3 separate regions of the Gossypium hirsutum genome follow, and all the other regions are linked to region 1. The links are chromatin contacts, called in public Hi-C maps. All regions are on one chromosome and are shown on one strand. Each heading gives the region's core, a stretch centred on a gene start, on an enhancer-like site or on the middle of the called end of the contact. The rest is flanking DNA. Distances are from core to core; before and after follow the strand shown.

The links. Hi-C and Micro-C count contacts between places; a contact is called where the count stands out from the background.
Region 2: a Hi-C map of leaf shows a contact between it and region 1, with 2.6 times the contacts expected there. The contact joins the promoter of LOC107914001 here to the promoter of LOC107897858 in region 1. A contact is called at or near these places in 5 of 34 Hi-C or Micro-C datasets (callus, leaf and petal).
Region 3: a Hi-C map of leaf shows a contact between it and region 1, with 3 times the contacts expected there. The contact joins the enhancer-like site here to the promoter of LOC107897858 in region 1. A contact is called at or near these places in 2 of 34 Hi-C or Micro-C datasets (both in leaf).

What each region holds. Positions count from the first base shown.
Region 1 is chrD08:16,259,726-16,263,689 of Gossypium_hirsutum_v2.1, reverse strand. LOC107897858 reads left to right here and starts at 2,167. Exons shown (of 3, transcript XM_041099937.1): 1 at 2,167-2,512.
Region 2 is chrD08:15,523,168-15,527,131 of Gossypium_hirsutum_v2.1, reverse strand. It overlaps LOC107914001, which reads left to right and starts at 1,820. Exons shown (of 5, transcript XM_016842703.2): 1 at 1,820-2,370; 2 at 2,734-2,840; 3 at 3,267-3,443; 4 at 3,788-3,964. The coding sequence starts at 2,207.
Region 3 is chrD08:15,593,276-15,597,239 of Gossypium_hirsutum_v2.1, reverse strand. No RefSeq gene overlaps it. Among protein-coding and RNA genes, the nearest start is that of LOC121220283, 57 kb to the right of the region's middle. Within about 2 kb of position 2,344, at least 3 of the 9 cell types and tissues checked have an H3K27ac peak or open chromatin away from gene starts, as enhancers often do. A contact at or near this core is called in leaf, where this site is marked.

The sequences.
Region 1 (3,964 bases), core at 918-3,417:
TCATATACCACTCTTTACCGAATGTACTCATTCATATATAAATGCATATAAAACATAGTTATGACTTCACACATATACTTACCCTTTGGCCGAATATATATAGGCTTTTTACACATACACATACTTTTGTATCCCAATTGACATAACCAACTAAATTTGATAGCATATATTAATTAAATATTACATACTTATACCATCATATACATATGTGTCACATTTATCATTCATCGGATCAGTACAATTTGTACTAAATAATTTATCGAAGCATTAATAAAGTTGCACCATTAGTGCTCTTCTCTCACTTAACCAAATTAATCTCAGTTTCGCACACTTAGTGCCCGTTATTTAACATCATTATTTAATTTCGCACACTTAGTGCTCGTTATTCAACCTCATCATTTAATTCGCACATTTAGTGCTAATCATATAGCCGTAGCTATTTCATACTCGCACACTCAGTGCTAAATATCAACAAATCACCTTCACATCTATCCCTGCTTCTCAAACATATACACATTCGGCTACCACATATATATATTTTTCATATTTCATTTCAGCATATATAATTAATATTTATCTAAAATTTACAACGTCTATTTGCTTATAAACTTACCTTGGACAACGATAATCGAAACGGAACGATTAGTCAACGGCTTTAGTCTTCCCCCGATCCAAGTCCGATTTCTTTAATTCTTGATCTTAAATCAAGCTTCAAAGATGGCCGAATAGCTTGGTTGTTCTTCTTTTCTTTTCTTTTCTTAGTTTCGGTAAGATGATAATGAAATAAAAGATGATAGTGGCTTTTATTTGTTTAATTATAATATTATAATATAATATATATTATAACCTTTATAAATAATATAAAAACTATATATTATACACATAATGCCGTCCACTATCTTTTTAATGGTCAAATTGCAAAATAAAACCTCCATATTAAAAGAATAACCACTATTCAGCCCTTTTAAAAATAACCATTAAATTTTTATTTTACGCGATTTAATCCTTTTATTTAATCTGACACTCAAACGACGAAATTAAAGCACAAAATTTTCACACTAGTAAATTCACACATAATAAACACAGAAAATAATATTAAAATATTTTTTTTGACTCAGACTTGTAGTCCCAAAACCACTATGTTCGATTAGAGTCGAAATCGGGCTGTTACATGATGTATGTTTCAGTGACCATTTTGGTATGTTTGTATATGACTTTGGCATGTGGTCATGGTGGTAAGTTTTGTTAGAAAATTACATGAGAAATGTATGGTTGGTTAATGGCTAAAATTATGCAATGTGTAAGCATGTTTGGTGTTTGTGATTGAGGTGCCTTTGGACATATTGGTTGTATGGATAGATACCATATTGATTTAACTCCATTATGCATGTTTTAGGTACATTTTTGAATGCTTGAAATATGTACAAACGGTTTGTATGTGTGAGCATGATTAGGTTGAAGGAAATGACTTGAAAATGACCTATTTCCCCTCCACACGGCCTAAGACACGGGCATGCGTCTCAGCTGTGTATGACACACGGTCACGTGTAAGTTTTTTTTAGGTTGCATTTCGAGAGTTACACGGCCTAACACAAGGGCGTGTGGCTTGGACGTGTGAACCAAGTCAAAGAGTTATACGGTCAAGGACACGGCCATGTATTCCAACTTCGGATGCCTACACAGCCTGAGATACGGGCGTGTGTCTCAGCCGTGTGAGTCACACGGCTTGACCATACGGCTGTGTGACCCCTGTAGTATGAATTTTTCTATCTTTTTCCATGAAGTTCTAAATATTTTTGATTTAGTCCCGAATCATTTCTAAAGTATTTCTAAGGCCTCGGGGGCTCGAAAATGGGACGTTATGCAAGTGTGTGCATGGACTATGATATGACTTATGAAATGTTTAAGAACGGATGTTTTTATGTTAAAAGTTTTCGGTAATGTTCCATAACACTATTTTGACGATAGATACGGGTTAGGGGTGTTACAGGTTCTGTGCCTAAAGGGAGTTCTAATGTTCTCAAGCCTGTGAATAGTGGTAATGAACGGAAGCCTTTAGTTTTCAATGATGGGTCGATCATGGGCCATAGAGCTGGGGCAGGTGTTGTGGATCCTTTTTTCTTTTAGTTTAGTACAAATTTCTAGAGGTTTAGATAAAAAGAAAAATAAAGCTATCCAGCAGCTTCAGCTGAAAAAACATACACGAGGCATGGAGAAAAGCAGTTGAGCAGTATTTGTGAGAATGGCAGTGCGATTTTGAATGGTGAAGTTTCTGGTCAAAGGCCGATGGAGATGGGGAATTTTGAAAGGGTTCAACCTCCGAAGATTGTGATTGGACATCCAAGTTAGAATTTGGTTGAAATTGGAGAGGCAATAAAGGGGATTGTTGGGGTTATTGATCAGGAAATTAGGCTGGGGTGTTCATCAGGTGGGCTTTCTATGGCAAAGGAAGGAGTTGATGTGGAGGTAGCAGGTGCTTCTCAGGCAAATTGCTAACCTGATTTTTTTTTGGGTCTGTTCTTTAACCTTAATTTTTTTTTATGAAGATTAAAATGTGTTTCTGGAACTTCCAAGGTGTTTGCCATCCTAGATTTCATATTTTCGTAAGGTAGTATAATAGATAATTCTCTCCAAATTTATTGTCTGTTTGAAACGCGTATCAGTGGGTGTAGAGCTGATAGAATTCTTGGTAGGTTAGGATTTCAAAACTCTTTCAGATTGGAAGCCTTGGAGTTCTCGGGGGAATTTGTCTCCTTTGGAATGATTGTATTAATGTTGATCTCATTCAGGTTCACCATTAGGTCGTCCATATGAGGATTACACAGGGTTCTTCAGCCTTTCTTTGTTTTGTTGTTTATGCAAGTTCCTAGTTACAGAAAAGGCGTGATTTGTGGAGAGCGCTAGATGATTTTGCTTCTAATGTCTGTGAACCATGGATTCTAGTAGGTGATTTTAAGTTCATTTTAGATGGTCCGGAGAGACAAGATAGGGCAAGTAGAGAGGGCTTTAGTTGGGATTTGTTTAAAAGCTTCATCTTTAAATTTGGACACAAGGATATGGGATTTTTAGGGCCACATTTTACTTAGAACCGAGGGATGCTTTTCAAATACTTGATCGTACTATTTGTAATTTTTTGTGGGAGGTAGCTGCATCGAACCATTTTATAAGACATTTACATAGGTTAAAATTGGATCATCGGCCGATTTTGATTGCGCGTAGCCTTAGTTGTCCCAATGTTAATCGATGACCCTTTTGTTTCTTAGCTAGCTGGTTACTTCATTGAAAATTCAGGGATCTTATTTAGGAATATTAGAATCCAAATATTGAGGTGGGTTCGAACTTGGAGTTCTTGAAGTCCGTGCTACAAGATTGGAATAAAAATGTCTATGGGAATATTGTTGTTAGGAAGAAGGAACTAATTAGGGAACTGGAGCATATACAGAGAATCTTAGAGTTTCGATCTTCCCTACAGTTGTGCTCAAGAGAAACTGAAATTTGGAAGGAAATTGATATTGTACTTAAACATGAAGAAGTCCTTTGGTTTCAGAAATTTAGATCGGTTTGGTTGACAAATGGTGATAGAAACACCAAGTATTTTCACAGCCGTACGAGAGGTCGAAGAAAAGCCAATAGAATTGAGGGGCTAATAATAGGAGATGAAGGTTGGTGTTTTGATGATGACAAAATAAAACAACATGCTGTGAGTTTTTTTAAGACATTTATACGGCTAGTTCTAGGAATGCAGGATCCTTTCCTTGTTACGATATGTTTCTTTCTATTTCTTTGGATGACCGAGAACTTTTATCAATGAATGTGTCTCGTGAAGAAATTCACAAGGCGATTTTTAGTATGGCACCTTTGAATGCTCTTGGAATTGATGGGTTTCATGCAAAGTTCTACCAATCCCAATGGGACACAGTAGACGATTCTGTGTGTGATCTGATTTAGAAGGTTTTTCTAGGAC
Region 2 (3,964 bases), core at 571-3,070, 740 kb after region 1:
GATTAAAATTTAATTCATCCTGGATCCAGTCTAATGTATCATTCTACCAATGAATACATTTATGTCTCCACCCGTGGAATCAACTGCTCTGATAGCTAAGACTAGCCATCTCCTCAATTGAAATTGTAGATGACATAATAATCCTTCTCAATATTTGAATCAAATGCTCACTTTGATTCTTTTACTGAATTACAAACTCGTTTAGATTATCTATCGAAGTAAGTTGTCTTTCTCGTAATGTAAACATTCTTACAATGTCACTTATCATCAGTTTAATTTTAGACAATCAATGAACTAATATTTTATTGTTACAATTTCGCTATGCATACAAAATATGAAAGAAAGAAATACCAAATACAAAACAGTGAAATGTGAAATTTATTTATTCATCGTTCAAATACATAGAAAACAATTACATGTTTACTACATTATGAACACATTTCCTAATAAGAGTTCTTTTGTGTAAGGAGCCGAGAGGAAGATAATTTGTATATATTTTTTACTTTGTGCTCTCAGTCTCGACATCAAACTCTTTTCTTTTTCTCTTGACAGTGTCGACACCTTACCAGAGGAAGATAATTTCTTAGCAAGACATACAAATCGAAATGCAAAAAAGTCATTAACCTAATTTGTATGGGTATGGGCCAAATCAATTAATTCTGTAATTTGACTTTAAAGCCCATATTGAGCTTCTAAATTTAGTCTTTTAAGGCCCATCATACATTAATATTTAATTATTATTATTAAAGTTATATAATTAAAAACTGAAAAAATACTTTGTTAATATAAAATATAACCTTATGGTTTTAGGGGGCAAATGTTATACAATGTGGTATCAAATTAAAATACATGATAATTTATATGTAAAATTAAAAAATATGAAAATTCCAAGGGGGCGACTGCCCCCAAGATCCATCCTTGTACATATACATGTGAAAACCACGTATTTAGAATGCATACATGTGTTTAAAAATACCATACAATAAACAATAAAATGTATGATTTGAGACTAATTAAGAATAACACATGAAATATATACAATATTAAAATAAAAAATTAAATTAAATTGTAAGTAAAATAAAATTTATTTAAACACATGAATACATTATATAAAGATTAATAAATGAATACAATTATTTATCAATGTGTTGTCATCAATTCTAAGTTGGTGTCGAGTTAATTTGTGACATCATTTCAATCAACAATATTATTAATATAATATATACAATTGATTGAGGTAATAAAATATGCATAATAAAATTCAAATGAATGAAATTATTAAAAGAAAATTTTAGTTGAGTTGTAAATTTTAGGTTTTGCTAATCCAACTTACTTGAATTCAAATCCTTCGTATGTGTATTTTTATTAATTTTTTTAAAATTAAAAAAATTAAAAAATCCTCAAATAACATAAATTATTTTAAGTAAAAAAATATTAAAATAATTTTTCTTCGAATCCCTTTAGATTAGCGTTTTATTCTAGTGTGATATATTTAACTTTCTTTTTGTCTCACGATATAGTATTACTACAACATCTAATATTACTGCCATTACTATTTTTACATTAATCACAGATAAATGTACCGTCTATCTAAAAACACCTAAACTTGATTGATGGGTGATGTACCCAACTCGAAACTTATAAATAAATAGTATAGATATAAATATTTAAAATTTATATAACATGAATTATTTATATATGTTAACTTAAATGATAATATAAAATGAAAAAGACAGGTCAACATAATAGCTTATGCAGATATGGTGGCTGCTGTTAGTTTTATAGTATTAATAAATAGAATGGTTTTATTCAAATAAATAATTAAATAAATAAAATGGTTTTATGAGAGGGTTTTTCTTTTGGTTTTTTGTGCTTGCAGACAAGTAGAAAAGTAAAAAGGATGTTGTAATTTCCTATTAAATTTCTGTATTTTGTTTTTCAACCATTTATCAAGAAAAAGGGAGAGAGAGAGAGAGAGAAAGAAAATGGAAGCTAGAAATTTTGGTAAAAGATAAACACAACAACTCCTCCCCTTTCTCTCTCTTTCTTGCTTCTGCCAATAATTTTAGATCGAATCCCAAACGTAACTCTATTCTCTTTTGTGTTTTTTATTAGATTATTTTTTTGTTTCGTTTCTTAGAAGGAAAAAAAAAGTCATTTATAAAGTCAAGTGTTTGGGAACTTTGGGTTGTTTACGAAAAAGAACATGAGCAAAGAGATTGTAAAGGAAGAAGCGCCTTCGTCGTCCCCTGTTGTTTCGGGTAGCTTTGCTTCTCTGAGAAGCGTCCGATGGCGTATTAGTCTCAGTATTTTGCCTTCTTCTTCTTCAGTTGATGATCTTCGCAGGGTAACTGCTGATTCTCGCCGAAGGTGATTTTTTTTCCTTGATAAAAATTCTAGTATTTGATGTATTTTTGGTTTTCTTTCCTTGTAAAGATTACCAGATTTATTATTATTATTTAATTTCAAATCCGGAATTTTTTTTTAACCCCTATTTTGATTTTTTTGTACAACACTCGAGCTGATTCTAGGTTAAAATTTACCCCCCAAAAAGAGAGAAGACAACTGTCTTTCTTTTTTCCTATTCCTATAACTTCTTTTTCTTGTTCAAAGTAGTTCTAAATTTTGCTCATTAAATTGCAATTGAGTTGTTTTTTTTTTTCGTTTTTCATTTTTCTTGGAGTTAAAAACCAACAGTTATGGCCTCAAATCTCTGGTTTTATTGTAATTTAGATATGCTGGGTTGAGAAGGTGGCTGCTAGTGGATCCACATGTTCCAAAGGATGGAAGAAGTAAATCCCCTGATCTTGTCATGGACAATCCACTCTCTCAAAACCCAGGTAATTGCCAATGGTTCTTATTATTTTTCTTCATTATATTGGTTACCTATTTGTATTGTTGATTCATCAGTTTTTGTTTTAATAAGTAGTGCTATGTTTACCTCGCTATATTATCTTGATTCACGTTGAACTTATGTAGAAAGTGTTTATGGGTCCAATGTTCGTTTCAGTTCCACAAATAGGAGGCAAATCTCTTTGCCTCCTTTTCGACCCCATCCTGGTTGATTGGTTGGTTGGTTTTGAAGCCAGGATTTGGAACTCGTCTTTGTCAATGGAAAATGTTCCATTAAACTCTCCAATACGTTAGGAATATTCTTCTTTGAGAAACTTTATGTTGTTTCATCAAACAACATAATATACTCCCCTCTCTTTTAAAAATCTTCGTTGCTTGATCTTTACTGAAACGATATATAATTCTTGATGCAGACAGCACCTGGGGGCGATTCTTTCGGAATGCTGAGCTGGAAAAAATGGTTGACCACGATTTATCACGATTATATCCAGAACATGGAAGCTACTTCCAGACTCCTGGATGCCAGGGAATGCTGAGAAGAATATTGTTGTTGTGGTGCCTTAGACATCCAGAGTATGGTTATAGACAAGGTTTTCTCCTAAGCACTTTGCCAGCATATTTATTAGTTTCTGTTCCATCACATTTTAGAATTTGCAAGATTAAATCAGCAATGTGTTGCTGCCCTAATTATTGAGTGTTTTCTAGTATCTGAATCACTGCTTTTCATGGTGAGACATAAAAGTAACATGCTTGCCTTTACCGTAGGTGAAAGCTAGTTGGACCTGATAATGCAAATTTCTTTTTGTAGTCTGCAAATAAAAAGCCATTGGAAATTGTGTCACAATAAAGTCAACTAACTAGTAGTTCTTGCTATTTTATTATCTGAGTCATCAAGCTGGCTCTTCATCTGTTTCTCTTTCCTGCTTATTTGTAGGAATGCATGAACTCTTGGCACCTCTTCTGTATGTTCTTCATGTCGATGTTGAGCGTCTTTCGGAAGTGCGAAAGCTACATGAACACCATTTCATTGACAAATTTGATGGATTGTCATTTGAAGAAAATGATGTCACATACAATTTTGATTTTAAGAAGTTTTTAGATTCCATGGAAG
Region 3 (3,964 bases), core at 1,095-3,594, 670 kb after region 1:
TTTTCAATATATTTAATCAAAATAATTAGTTTTGATAGTATAGCTATTGGTTTTCGATTTTAAATTTTTTAAACCGAACAAACTGGATAAATTATTATTACTTTTTCATTAATTATTGGATTAAAAAAATAAAATTATGTAATAAATATATTTATAAAAAATTGATATAATTAGCAAATAAAATTCTAGTTGAATTGTAAAATATAAATGTAGAAAAATATAGAGGTTTGGATTTAAATACGATTATGTGCATTTATATTTTTATTTTTCTATGTAAAAGATATGAAATTACACAAATATCCTAATATAATTTATTTTGTTATTATTAACCTACTTAATTAATCCGCCATTGATGACACCAAACTCAATAGACAAATAATACCTAAACCCAAATATCTAAATACCCACATCAATAGCAGTAACTATATCAAACCCAACCCAAAACTTAAACCCATACCCATCTCCAACCTAAAAATTAAGATTTACAATTAATTTACTAAACCGAAAACAATTGAGTATCCTATGATAACTCCTTACCCTTTGCGTGGAAGACATTTTGGTCTAATTGCAATCACTATTCACATTCACAGCTTCAACCACTTTCTATATTGCTAAAACCTCATTAAGATTTTGAGTATCCTTACATCTAAAGTTGCAAAAACCCTATAAAAGAAAAGGATTGTTGTTGTTCGTTGCAAAAAAATGTCAAACCCCGCCAACATAAAACCAACTCTTTTTTTCGAGTGTTCTAGTGAATATTTGATGTTTACTCAACAAACAACAATAACACCATATTTTATTTCTGGGGAAATAAAAAAATTTAAGTATAAACCAAATTCAAAACTTAAAATAATATAATAATTATAATTAATATTAAATTATATTTAAATAAAATTATTGATATTTATTTCTCTATTTTTATTAATCAATGGTAATATATCATTTTATTATTTATGATGATGCATAAATTTATGCACTGAAAATGCATCGAATATTATTCGTAAATTTAAACCCATAATCATATAACCAAAGACAACATAGGATACCATAATCATGAAAATTGATAAATATTAATATATAACTCATGAAATTTTAAAATTAAAATGGTGAGTTTTTTTGTTTATTTTTTGTCAATAAAAAATCTTGAAAAAACACAATTTCCAAAATCGAACTAACGACTTGGGCTTAGTTTAACATTGCTTCTAAGAAATATTTTTGGAGCAAAAAGCACCTTTGAGCAAAAAGTAAAACTTTTTGCTTGTGCTTTTGGCTAAAAAAAAGCTTTTGCAAAGTATTTTTTTACCCCAAAAAGTATTTTTAAAAAGCTCAAAAGCACATTGTTTAACGATGCTTTTATTTTAAAAGCATTTTTTACCTCAAAAATATTTCTTACAAATAATGCTAAACTGACCATTTCACGAGATTATCAATTTATTTAATTATTAATATAAAAAATTATATTATATGGATTAGGGTAGGTGCAATCAGTGGATTTTCAATTCTTTCTGATTTTTTGTTTCTTTTCTTTTATTTTTAAAAATGAACTATAGAGCTGTACCATATAAGTACGTGGATATAACGTATCCGTTAGATGAATCTTTTGAATTTTAATATTATAATTATAATTAGTACGATCGTTGATAGAATATTAATTTTTTCTTTAAAGAAAATACGAAAGTTAGAATAAAAAATATTAATAATTGTTTGGTGGGATGCTAATAATATTATATTTTCTTTCGAATTTTGAAGATAATATTATTAGAAATTAAGAACAATTGTTATTTTCGAATATGAAATAGAAAAACCTTTGAAAAAGAATAAAGCAATTGCAGACAAACTGGTTGTGTTTTAAAAAGAATGAGTAGCGGAGTATGTGGCATGTAACACAAAATAAAAGAAGATAACAAAAAGAAATGATGGCTTTTGGCTTTGGATATGCACTGTTCGTCCAATAAAGTCGTTTTCGACTGTATTAAGATAAACATGAGAATGGTGAGCGCATAATGTTGTGAGGCAAAAAGGCCGACTATGCGACACCAACTTTGACGTAAATTTTGTGGTCCAAATCGATTTGAAATATTATTATGTTGGCTGTATTATCTTGGTCTTTAATAATATTCACCAATCATGGAGGGGTCAATAGTAAGGGTTTTTTTTTATTTAATAGCTAGCATACGTTTAGATTTTGGCAACGCAATGAATAATAGAAAGTGGTGGCGCAAGTGACTGAGAAATGAGAATTATGGGCCCTCCCTCCATTTTCTGTATGCTAATGCTTGGCATTGGTCGGTCACCAACCATGTAAAGCTTGTGCAAATCACTCCCAATTGCCTTGCCTGTCTGATTATGCATTATATTTCACTATCACTTACACTGTAGCCACCCACTCATGGGCTCCATCGTCAGTACGATTAACCATTTCTTTAATTGGATGCAATGGCTAGGGCTGTCCATTTGAAGTGCAGCTACTGTAAAACTAAAAGGATTGTCACTGTCATGCTTCACCCCATTTCACATTTTTAACATTTTTTGTCATTATCTATTTTGTAAATTTAACACTACAATTATTTTTATGAATCTAAACATTAACATTCTATATCTTCCGACTACACGTAGTAGTACTAGCTTTTTTTTCCCTTTCCAATCGCATTCTATAACCAATTTATTTTAGGAATTCGTTGATTTTTAGATGTATGTTGAGTTGCAACTGGACTTATTAACTGATAACCTAAAAGTAAAAGATGGAAACAGAAGTTTAGTTATGTAGTTTGAAAACTCAAGTTTGCAAGGCTTTATCTAGAGAGTAATCCATTATAATTCTTATTGTGCAAAAACTTCATTTAAATTCAATTTACTTAACAAATTGCAACCTCACTCTTATAATAATTTAGATCACTTTCCCTAATAAAACTTTCCTCTTAAAAGCTTAGTTGCAAACCAGACAATAAGAACAATTATAACAGTTTTGCATTAAAATAAGTTGCTCACACAAACAAAAGATAATTAAATCCTCTCAATCCCACACATAAAACCAATGACAAACCTTCTTTTAATAAACATTTATTGGCTTGCAAATCTATAATCAATTTGAATCTATATCTTCTTCCATTCAATTTGATAATCTTCAATATGAAATAGAATTAGCAAAGATATTCATGATATAGCCTTATAAGAAAAACATACATATTCAAATAACAAAACTTGATCACATTATTAAAGGCTACACTATATTTTATATTTTTACTTATAGAGTTTAAATTTTTTTTACAAAAAGTTAACATTTGTTACATTATAAATAAAACTTTTAAACTCTATAAGTAAAAAAATTATAAAATATAAAATGAGTATGGTAAAATATTAAAAAAAAAAATTTAAAAAATTACTAATAGTTGAGTGATCATTTTGTAAGTTTTTATAATTCGATAGCCAAAAAATCATAGTTAAGTGACTACTAATGTAATTTAATCTAGATATAAAAATATGAAAAATAATTATTATATTTTATGTATATTATATATTTCTATAAAAAAAACTTATTTAACATAATTATATACTATATTTAAATAGATTATCTATCTAGTCAAAATACATTTGAAATAAATTTATCAACATTCATTAGATGATGAAAATTAAATTAAAATTAGGATTAAAAAATTAATGAGTATAGTAAAATATTAAAATAAATAAATATTTAAAAAAGATATATCAATTTTTTAAAATTACAAAAAAATATACTATTTGAGTACCAAATACTCACCATTTATTTATTAATCAAACATTTATAATATAAAATTAAAAAAATTAAAAGTATAACTTCTAAATTTAAATAATAGAAAATTATTTTAAAAATTGGAATTGCATGGATATTAACTTCAAACATTTAAAATTGAATAGAAGATTATTGCATGTACAAGTTTTATATGTGCAATTTATTCTTTTTTTAATAGTCCTTTTGTATATGCTA